Regions from separate parts of the Mus musculus genome. Here region 2 is linked to region 1. A link is a contact called in public HiChIP or PLAC-seq data. All regions are on one chromosome and are shown on one strand. The core of a region is the stretch at or near the end of the contact, and the rest is flanking DNA. Distances in the headings are between cores, read along the strand shown.

Region 1 (5,186 bases), core at 1,472-3,971:
TGGTGCTGACTGACATGGGCAAGAAAGTCTCTGCAGACCCTGAGTTTGCCAGGAAGCTCAAGGAGCGCCACCCACTGAGGAAGTTCGCAGGTCAGCTGGGGACAGTGGGTGAGGGGAACTATGTGGTTTGCCAGCAGCCAAGCAAGGGAGAGAGCCTTGACTGGTCTGTTCTCCTGCAGAGGTTGAAGACGTCGTCAACAGCATCCTCTTCCTGCTCAGCGACAGAAGTGCCTCTACCAGTGGCGGTGGCATCCTGGTGGATGCTGGCTACCTGGCCTCCTAGTCTGCTCAGTTGCCGCGGACATCTGAGTGGCCTTCTTAGCCCCACCCTCAGCCAAAGCATTTACTGATCTCGTGACTCCGCCCTCATGCTACAGCCACGCCCACCACGCAGCTCACAGTTCCACCCCCATGTTACTGTCGATCCCACAACCACTCCAGGCGCAGACCTTGTTCTCTTTGTCCACTTTGTTGGGCTCATTTGCCTAAATAAACGGGCCACCGCGTTACCTTTAACTATTGCCATTGCACAGGACTTCTTGTGGGCGGGGTGGGATGGGGTTGGGAGGGGCGTTGTAAAGCTGGACCCTGAATCAAGTCCCGCTGCAGGCATTTTACCTCAAAGCCAGCTCTCCTCCAATACCTACTGAGTCTTGTGATCAACGATATCAAAGGGCAGTGTTTTTCTGAAAAGAAGGGGTCTGTATAGTTGTGCCCTTTTCCCTAGTACCCGCACCGTTCCATTACTGGATTCGGTGCCTCCTGGTGCTCTGACCCTGGCCTGGCAATCAGGGGAAGGAGACGGGAGGCATTCTGGACTAGGACACTCCTAAACCTGTGTTCTCTTTGTGCAGAAGGAGAGGAGCCGTTGGGTGGGGATCGGAATCGCGCCTCCCACTCCGGGGAGCCCACTTCCCTTGCCTGGTTCACACAAAGATAGTGCTAAGAAGGCCGCCCAAATGGGTTGAGGTTTTCACAGCTAGCTAACTGGTCTAACTAACCCTGACCTGAAGCAGCACAACAACCCTGCAACCCAGACTCCTCACACAGCCTTGGAGGCCTGGCAGAGTCTCATGTGCTTGGTTATATTGGCCCATGGGATCTGGTAGTTTGTTGGACTTGAGGTGGTCAACCATTTGAATTGACTGAGGTCCCTCTCAGGGCAAGTGGCAGAGTGGAGGAGTATGCGCTCAGTCAAGACCTTCTAAGGAGAGCACAGGGCATAAGGCACAGGACATAGGGCACTTCTCTCCAGAGAGCGAGGCCTGAGCAGCTGTGTGTGTGCACCCAGGAACACAGAACAGCGACTGAGACTTGTACATGTCCTGAATCACTTAGCCACTAGTGAGCTCTAAGCAGCTGTGTCTAGGTGTTGGGCGGGCTGCCTCTGTCTCCTGGTTTCTGGCATAGTTCAGGGTTAGGAGGGGATGGCAGTGTTCACAGAATGGCCTGACAGTGGTGGTGAGTGGATCAAAACTGCGGAAGGCACACTGGGCTGCCTAGTCTCCAGTGCTTTTCTTTCCATGGATTTTATAAAATTACTATTATTTTATATGTTTGGGTTTTGTCTGCCTGTATATCTGTGCACCATGTGTAGCCTACACAGGCCAAGAGAGGGCATGGATTGCCCTAGAGCAGATGGTTGTGAGCTGCCATTTGGGTGCTGGGGATCAAACCCAAGTCCTTTGGAAGAGCATGCAGTGTTTTTAACCACTGAGCGTCCTGCAGTTGGTTTTCAAAACAGTCAGCCCATGGACGCACCTCTCCAAGCCCAAAGCCCTACATCACTCGGGGCCCTGCAATCACCAGATCCCTACCGCTGGCCAGAGTAGATCCTCAGAGCTATTGCTTTGGTCTTCCTCACCACGACTCTAAAAACAAAATATTTTTATAGGGAGACCCAGTGCACACGTGGACATTAATCTGTAACTGACTCTTAAGCCTTGGAAAGCATTGTTTGTCTGGCCAGTTCTCACATAGATCTCCAAATCCAATCCAACCTCTTATTGTCCCTCATACTGCCTATAAGGGGCCACTGACCCGATGCAAGCTGGGTAAAGTGACCTTGGGCTTCAGGTTTCCTTGATATCAATTTGGGGCTTTATTGGTAACGGTGTCTTCTTCAGACTTACCCCATGTCCGATTTTTTTTTTTTCTTTTCGAGACAGGGTTTCTCTGTGTATGTAGCCCCGCTGACCTGGAACTTTCTCTGTAGACCAGGCTGGCCTTGAATTAGAGAGATCTGCCTGCCTCCGCCTCCCGAGTGCTGGGATTAAAGTGTGTGTCACTATGTGTGTCACTACCATTCGGCTTTGAATGTCCATCCTGCCCCCCCCCCGTGCCGGCCCCCCCCCCCCCAGTATTACTTATTGGCTATCTTGATCCACTCCCGGGCCTGGGGATAGAGCACACAGAAACGGTTTTAGACATGTCTCTCAGGTTCACGAGTATCCATGAAACCCCTGGAATAACTACTATATGTTTTTAATGGAAATCTTGGTAGTAGAAACCATGCTGACCAGAACTCGCTAAGCAGATTCTGCCCTCTATAGTTGGGTCAGTCTGGTGCAGTTTGAGAAGCTGCCCCTTGGTTAGGACAGCCTTGCCTCGGTCACGCCCACTCCCATTCAGCCAATCAGCACCACAGAAGGCACTTTTATTTTAATATCCTCGCCCTTTTCAAGACACAGCCCATGTGATTGGCTCTCCTCGCCACCACCCTCGATTCCGGAACTCCAGGTCCATCTTGCCCAGGCAGGACCAGGCTCAAGCACCATGGACCTGGGGCTTGCAGGTCGGCGGGCGCTGGTCACCGGCGCGGGCAAAGGTGAGGCGGCGGGCGAGTGGCACTGTCGGGGTCGGGCTGGTTTGAAAAGGGGGTACCGGCACTAATCCTCGCTTGCCTCAGGCATCGGGCGCAGCACTGTGCTGGCGTTGAAGGCGGCTGGTGCACAGGTTGTGGCGGTGAGTCGGACGCGAGAGGACCTGGACGACCTGGTCCGCGAGGTAGGCACTGTGTCCAGAGGTGAGGAGGCGGTCGCTGAGGGAGACGCAGTGTGCTCTTCATGGCAGGCCCGGTGCCTGGTGTACCCTTCCTAGGCCAGAGGCCCTGTGCAGTTAGTCGAGGGTCCATGAGGATACCCTGGCTCCCTGAGTTTGGAAGAAACGGCTGAGAGAGCAGACCTGGGTCCAAGAATGCTGAGCAGAGAAGAAGTGAACTGCTTGGGGGGGGGGGGGGGAGCGCGGGAGGGGGCGGGTGCTGTGTCTCTCGCAATTTGCTGCTGCAGCGGGAACTCTTGACCCTTCAGTTGAAAGTTCCTTTCCAGGTCCAGTTTTCCCAGACTGCCTTTCTTCTGCTGGAAGAGGCAAACAACGCCACCTTAGGACACAATTGCAGGACACAATTGAGCATAGCCTTGCTTTCTCTCCAATAACGCAGTGTCCTGGTGTGGAGCCTGTGTGTGTGGACCTGGCCGACTGGGAGGCCACAGAGCAGGCCCTAAGCAATGTGGGACCCGTGGACCTTCTGGTGAACAATGCTGCTGTGGCTCTGTTGCAGCCCTTCCTGGAGGTCACCAAGGAGGCCTGTGACACGTAAGCCAGCAGGGGTTGGAGGAACCAAATCGCACCCCCCCATCCCCACTGCAGCCTCAGCCCTGCCCCTGACCAGGCTGTCCATTCATTCACTCCTAGATCCTTCAATGTGAATCTTCGGGCTGTCATCCAGGTGTCTCAGGTGAGCTGCCCTACCCGGCTGGCTGGCGCAGGAACTCAGAAGAAGAGAGTTAGTTCTGCTTCATGTCCCTCAAAATTTCAGATTGTGGCCAAGGGCATGATAGCTCGGGGAGTTCCAGGAGCCATTGTGAATGTCTCCAGCCAGGCCTCCCAACGTGCACTGACCAACCATACTGTCTACTGTGAGTAATTCCAGCTGAGCCCCATCCCCACCCCACTCCCATTCTTGGCCAGCTTGGGCTCCACGACAACCCTCCTCACAGGTTCCACCAAGGGTGCTCTGGACATGTTGACCAAGATGATGGCCCTAGAGCTTGGGCCCCACAAGGTACACAAGGCTGGGTAACTCCTCCAAATCTCTCCTTCTGCTCAGGGTGCCCTCCCATGTTGTTTACCTTGCTGGCATCTCTTCAGATCCGTGTGAATGCAGTAAACCCCACAGTAGTGATGACACCCATGGGCCGGACCAACTGGAGTGACCCCCACAAAGCTAAGGCCATGCTGGATCGTATCCCACTGGGCAAGTTCGCTGGTAAGTTAGGCAGGAGTCCAGACTAGAACTACACCACCTGCCCTGGTGCGTGCCTGGGCCTGGGGCTTGGCTGTGGTTGGAAGGATGAGGCAAGCCTCCCTCTATGCGTTTGACCTCTGCCTGTCTGCAGAGGTGGAGAACGTCGTGGACACCATTCTCTTCCTGCTGAGCAACCGGAGTGGCATGACCACTGGCTCCACTTTGCCAGTGGATGGGGGCTTCCTGGCTACCTGAGCCCCCTGCCCACCGACACTCTGCTCAGCTCTCTGCTCAGGACACTGTGCCCTCCGCCCCTGCAATAAAGCTCTCTGCTCAGCCTGTGTGCTGATTCTCCAGGAGGCACAGATCTGTGCTATCTGTGACCCAAAGCAGGTGTTGCCTGGTTCTCACACTTTCAGCCTTGACAGCTTGGGGTGGAAGGTAGTCGGATCTTCCAGAAGGCTGGATCCTCACGAGGTTGATCAACCTGTCTAAAGATAGCTTGTCCAGAAATTGTGGATTTTTGGTAAGAACAAAACCAGCTCCATGTGTTTTTGACATGGCTTCCCGGTGACTCTGCTTACACATCAGCGACAACCCCACACACCAGGAGAAGATAGGTGGTAGACATTACTCATTTGCCAATGAACTGAATAACTCTGTGGGGCTGGAGGCAGAGCTGTTTCGAACACGTGAACATTCCCACAACTTCTTTCTCTGCTATTTACAACATGGTGAGAATCCTGGTGTATTGTTTGCAATATCTCACTTCCAACAGCCTGGGCCACTGAAGGTCCAGCCCTGGTTGGTTTGCTGCACCGCACGGTGCAGAACTCCCACCAGAACTGACTTTTTGTTTTGTTTTGTTTTGTTTCGAGACAGGGTTTCTCTGTGTAGTCCTGGCTGTCCTGGAACTCACTTTGTAGACCAGGCTGGCCTC
Region 2 (5,186 bases), core at 1,829-4,328, 390 kb before region 1:
CAGCAGGAAAGGGGTGCCTGTGAAAGGGGAAGGGGATACTTGGACTTTTTATAGGAGTTTTGGAGAACGAGAAGTTAAATATAAATTCTGGGACTCCATGCAAGCCTGAAGTTTCTCCTCCTAATGTCTACGCCACCGAGAAAGGCTGATAGTGGTTTGAGCAGCCAGTTATTACTTCCTAAGAATTTTATTTTTTACAACAAGGACACTCTATCATACATAATGAATTAAATTTAATAATAAACAAACCTAAACTGATGTGGAGAAAGCAAGCTGAGACCAGCATGGTTTAATAGCTGTTTTCTGACTGCAGATGTTATATTTAACCAAATACTTCAGGCTCTAGCTGCCTTGACCTCTCCACCCCGATGGACTGTCATTTAAATTGTGAGCTAAAATAAGCCATTCTTTCCTTATGTCACTTCTGTCAGGGTAGAACATAGCAACAGAAAATGAAACTAAGATATCCTGTACTAAAAATAAACATCAAAGGGCTGGAGAGATGGCTTCAGGGTCAAGAGCACTGGCTGCTCTTCCAGAGGTCCTGAGTTCAACTCCCACCAACCACACGATCACAACCATCTCGAATGGGATCAGATGCCCTCTTCTGGTGTGTCTGAAGACAGCTACAGTGTAAACAAACAAACACACAAACATCAGAGCCAAGCTGTGGTAGCACTCACCTTTAATCTCAGCACTTGGGAGGCAGAGGCAGGAGGATCTCTGAGGTGGAAGCTAGCCTGGTCTACAGAGTGAGTTCCAAGACAGCCAGGGCTACACAGAGAAACCATGTCTCCCCCCCCCCCCCCACACACACACAAGTAACAATAAAAATAAAATAAACATCAGTGTGGAGGCAGAGGCAGGAGGATCACTGTGAGTTCGAGGCCAGCCTGGCTTTACATAGAGAATTCCAGGCTAGCCAAGGATACATAGAGAGAATGTGTCTTGGAAAGGATTTTGTTTTGTGTAATGTTTCCAGAACTACACTGATCCTTCTACAAGGCCCATTAACTCCCTGGAGTTTAGAATGTCAGCAGTTAGCACCTGAGACATACAGCTGGGATTTCCCCACTTTGGACCATGGAATACTGGGTATATATGTTTTAGGGCCATAGACACTCTTATATAGCCTCCGAATAAACTTATCTCCTGTCTCTTTTTTTCTCCCCCTCCAGCTCACTCCGGCCCCGCTTGCTCCAGCCTATTTATTTTATTATATATAAGTATACTGTTTCTGTCTTCAGACGCCCCAGAAGAGAGCATCAGATCTCATTTCAGATGGTTGTGAGCCACCATGGGATTTGAACTCATGACCTCTGGAGGAGCAGTCAGTGCTCTTAACTGATAAGCCATCTTTCCAGCCCCTCTTGCTTCTTTTGAGAGCTGTGTTTTTTACACTAACAGTTTAGTGCCCAATGTGAAGCTCCAAAGACAATTCTTTTGTATTTTTAAAATTTTATTTATTTTATTATTATTTATGTGCATTAGTGTTTTGCCTGCTTATTTGTCTATGTGTGTGTGTCTATGTGAGGGTGTCAGATCCTGAAGCTAAGGTTAGCTGTGAGCTGCCATGTGGTTGCTGGGACTTGAACCCAGGTCCCTTGGAAAAACAGTGCTCTTAACCACTGAACCATCTCTCAAATCCTGTCTTAGTCAGGGTTTCTATTACTGGACAAAACATCATGACCAAGAAGCAAGTTGGGGAGGAAAGGGTTTATTCGGCTTACACTTCCATACTGAATGCTGTTCATCACCAAGGAAGTCAGGACTGGAACTCAAGCAGGTCAGGAAGCAGGAGCTGATGCAGAGGCCATGGAGGAATATTCTTTACTGGCTTGCTTCCCCTGGCTTGCTCAGCCTGCTTTCTTATAGAACCCAAGACTACCAGCCCAGGGATGGTCCCACCCACAAGGGGCCTTTCCCCCTTGATCACTAATTGAGAAAATGCCTTACAGCTAGATCTCATGGAGGCATTTCCTCAACTGAAGCTCCTTTCTCTGTGATAACTCCAGCTGTGTCAAGTTGACACACAAAGCCAGCCAGTACAAATCCCAATAATTCTTTTTTTTTAAGTTTTATTTTTATTTGTATTTGTGTGTGTGGGGGGGGGTATGAGTGTGCCATGTGTGTATAGGTGAAGTAGCTAGAAGAGGATATCCGACCCCCTGGGGCTAGAACTTAAGCCTGTTGTGAGCCACTTCTCCAGTACAAGACATTTTTGAATAAGAATGGCCACCATAGGCTCATATATTTGATTGCTTAGTCATGGGACGTACATTTCTAACTGTGATCTGGCAATATTTATTTGTTTGTTTATTTTTGTTTTTTTAAGACAGTGCTGTGTGGCACTGGCTGTCTTGGAACTCACGCTCTAGTATCTTTTTAAAAAGATTCCTCAGGAACCCTGCTCCCTTTCAGACAAAAAAAAAGAGGTTGAAGCGAGAGGGTAGCCCAGCGTGATGCAACTCTTCACTCAAGCTTGGATTCTTTCAGTCTCCGACTGTGATAGATCAGTTTTTCGCGCGAATGGCCATTTACTTCTCATTGTTTTGGGCACAACTGCCATTTTCCAGGACTTGCAAGCTCATGTGGCTTCAGACTCCACTTGGTCCTGAAGGAAGAGCTTTTGGAAAACTGTGCCAGCTCTCACACACTACAACTAGCTCACAACGTGGCTTTTGTGCTTCTCTGGGTGTATTCAAAGGAGACAAAAGCTTAAGTTTAGAAGACCAATGCAAAACTGGTAATAGCTTTTTAAAATACCAAATTACCAAACCCCAGAAAGCAACCAGATCTTCTACAAGAAGTGAGTGGATAAAGGGATTTATTCTTTTAATGGAGTATTACTGAAGTGAAACTGGCCCTGTGATGACAGAGGAACGTCACTACACCAGTGTCCACCCCTGTGGGGTGTCCAGAGTGGACTGCGGCAGATTTTAACAAATAAACCTCTGTGTGGTCAAGGTTGAGCTCCAGAGGCTGCTGGAAACCTTGTATCTTATGCTTGGTTTTTCCTCTGAGTCCCAGACTCCTCTAAGGATAAACTCTACAAAGAATTTCTTTAAAGAGTCTGAGAACAAAAAGACCCAGAGAGGGGCAACTGTGCTTAGCCTGCAGTTGAGAACTGAGCGAGCAGTTTCCCAAGTGTTAAAGAACTTTTTACTAAAGAGACAGGGAAGAAGGAATCGACTTTTCCAAACAAGATGTGCTGCGGGCCCAGCTCTGAACCCAGGCCTTCGAGTCCCTCGAAGGCACAGGGATGGGGACATCGGGCACCGCTAGAGCACACAGGAAGCACACAGGGTGCTCAGGTGTCCGCAGGGGAGCAGCGCATGCGCGCTGTAGGGGGCGCCAGGCCTCATGTGCACCTTGGGGGCCAGAGTGACTCAGCGCCTTCGCTTCCTGCTGCTTTGGGGCCTCATGGGAGATATGTAAATGAGCTGGAGCATCATGGCCGTTGACCCTTTATAAGGCCTTGTTGGTCCTCGCTCGGTGTTCAGTGCTCAGTGAGGAGAGCCTGGCTTTGGAGTCCCTTAGCTGGCACCTGGGCGCTCAGTCAGGGAGGTAAGGATGGAAAGGGACTGGGCCGAGGGCTGGGCCGGGTGAGCACGGTGGGCAGAGAGGAGATACTCCTGACGTAGGCTTCCCGGCCTCTTTGGTTGGTAGCCGGGTGCAAGTGTGAGGTCGGGGCCTTGAGCCCTGAGGACAACTCTGATGTCACCCCAGCCTGTCCAGAGTGAGCAGGGAGCCCCGGGGGCCAGAGCTCCAACACCCTCTCCTCAAGGGGGGCCCTGCAGCAGCCCGGGGGCTGGGGTGGGGGGAGGCAAACCTCATTTCCTCTGCCTTTCAAGCTCTCCAGACATTGGAGCAAGTGTGAAGCTGAAGAAGTTTCTGGAAGCTCAAGCCTGTCTACTTCTCCAGAGAGGTATTCATTTAATTCTCACCCAGTTCTCGTACCACTGCCCCGTATCCTGCAGCCCCAAAGCCCCTAGACCTCCTACTGTGCCCTGTTTTCTCCCGTTTCTCTCATTCTCACCTTTTCCACCTATTTCTAGCCTCTATGGTCCTACTGAGACCATCGAGCAAGTCTTCCTCTGTGTGTCCGCTTAGCTGCAGACAGACTTCTTGACCATGTGTCCCCCAGTCAGCGTTCGCCATGGGGCCAAGGGCATGTCCTGCCTCTATGGGGCGTGGCTGTACCATCTTGTCCATGGGGAACAGATGAAGATCTGCTTTGCTTGCTTCAAGGCAGCTTTCCTCGTCGTTAAGAACATGCTGGAGATGGGAGACTGGGAAGAAGGAGTGTGGGATGCTGAGCCCATGGAACTCTCAGAGGCATCGTCTGAGCCCGAGGAATGGCCCGGGCTTAGTGGGGGAGAGGGCCAAGGTCATCTGCCACATGGCATCTCTGTCTCTGCAGGCTCTGGGGCTCAGGGACCCCAGCCTGTGCCCACTGAGCTGGGGCCTCAGGAAGCTGTACCCCTGGATCTGGGTCCTGAGGATGCTGAGTGGACCCAGGCCCTTCCCTGGAGATTTGATGGGCTTTCACCCTGCTCCCACTGGCTCATCCCTCCTTTGTCCTGGTGGGAGATTTTCAATGTAAGCCCATCTCCTGGGCAACCTGTATTGTTGGAGTTGAGCCCCACCTGGCCCATGGACCCGTTGGAAGCAGAAGCATGGTTGGTAGGCCTGAAGTTCGTTTTCCTTCTGGGTGGCTTTGACGCCATTTGCTACATGCTGTCAATGACTCCCTGTTGGGCCGTGAGAACCCGTGTCCAGCGCTGGCAGGTGTTGCTGGACCCTGGTGACGTGAGAGTGGCCCAGCTGCAGAATGCACCTGAACAGCAAGACCTGCACCGCTGGAAGCTAAGCGTCCTGGAGTCCTCAGAGCTGGGGATGGAGCTGGTGCCTGCTGACTGCAGCCTACAAAAGGGAGGCTTCAAGGTGCATTCGTATTTGCCCTGGCACAATAGCACCCCAGAGTCCTGGAGCAGGGAGCCAGGGGAGAGGCTCCTTGTGGTAGAAGTTGTATCTCTGAGGGAGTTGCCCTGCTTCCGTTCCCCCTCCCCTGATCCACACAATTGAGGGACTGGTGCTTGTACCACCCCCAGGTCCCCCTCCCCCCGGGACTGAAGAGCCAGAGGTTGCCTCTCAGCCACAGGTCCTGAAGGATGTCCATCATA

What was found. HiChIP or PLAC-seq counts read pairs in DNA pulled down with a chosen protein or histone mark.
Region 2: a CTCF HiChIP or PLAC-seq map of embryonic stem cells shows a contact between it and region 1, with 5 times the contacts expected there. The contact joins the promoter of Tex19.2 here to the promoter of Dcxr in region 1. A contact is called at or near these places in 4 of 39 promoter capture datasets (embryonic stem cells and fetal liver), 1 of 15 datasets of contacts at CTCF or cohesin (embryonic stem cells), 13 of 484 Hi-C or Micro-C datasets (embryonic stem cells and haploid embryonic stem cells), 3 of 115 datasets of contacts at active chromatin or transcription factors (embryonic stem cells, pancreatic cancer cells and stem cell-derived neural progenitor cells) and 1 of 9 other capture datasets (embryonic stem cells).

What each region holds. Positions count from the first base shown.
Region 1 is chr11:120,724,819-120,730,004 of GRCm38.p6, reverse strand. Dcxr (dicarbonyl L-xylulose reductase) reads left to right here and starts at 2,721. Exons shown (of 8, transcript NM_026428.3): 1 at 2,721-2,827; 2 at 2,909-3,006; 3 at 3,440-3,594; 4 at 3,694-3,736; 5 at 3,818-3,917; 6 at 3,999-4,063; 7 at 4,150-4,267; 8 at 4,398-5,186. The coding sequence starts at 2,776. The coding sequence ends at 4,501. It overlaps Cbr2 (carbonyl reductase 2), which reads left to right. Exons shown (of 8, transcript NM_007621.2): 7 at 1-90; 8 at 180-520. The coding sequence ends at 283.
Region 2 is chr11:121,116,569-121,121,754 of GRCm38.p6, reverse strand. Tex19.2 (testis expressed gene 19.2) reads left to right here and starts at 3,078. Exons shown (of 3, transcript NM_027622.3): 1 at 3,078-3,567; 2 at 3,855-3,928; 3 at 4,059-5,186. The coding sequence starts at 4,135. The coding sequence ends at 5,088.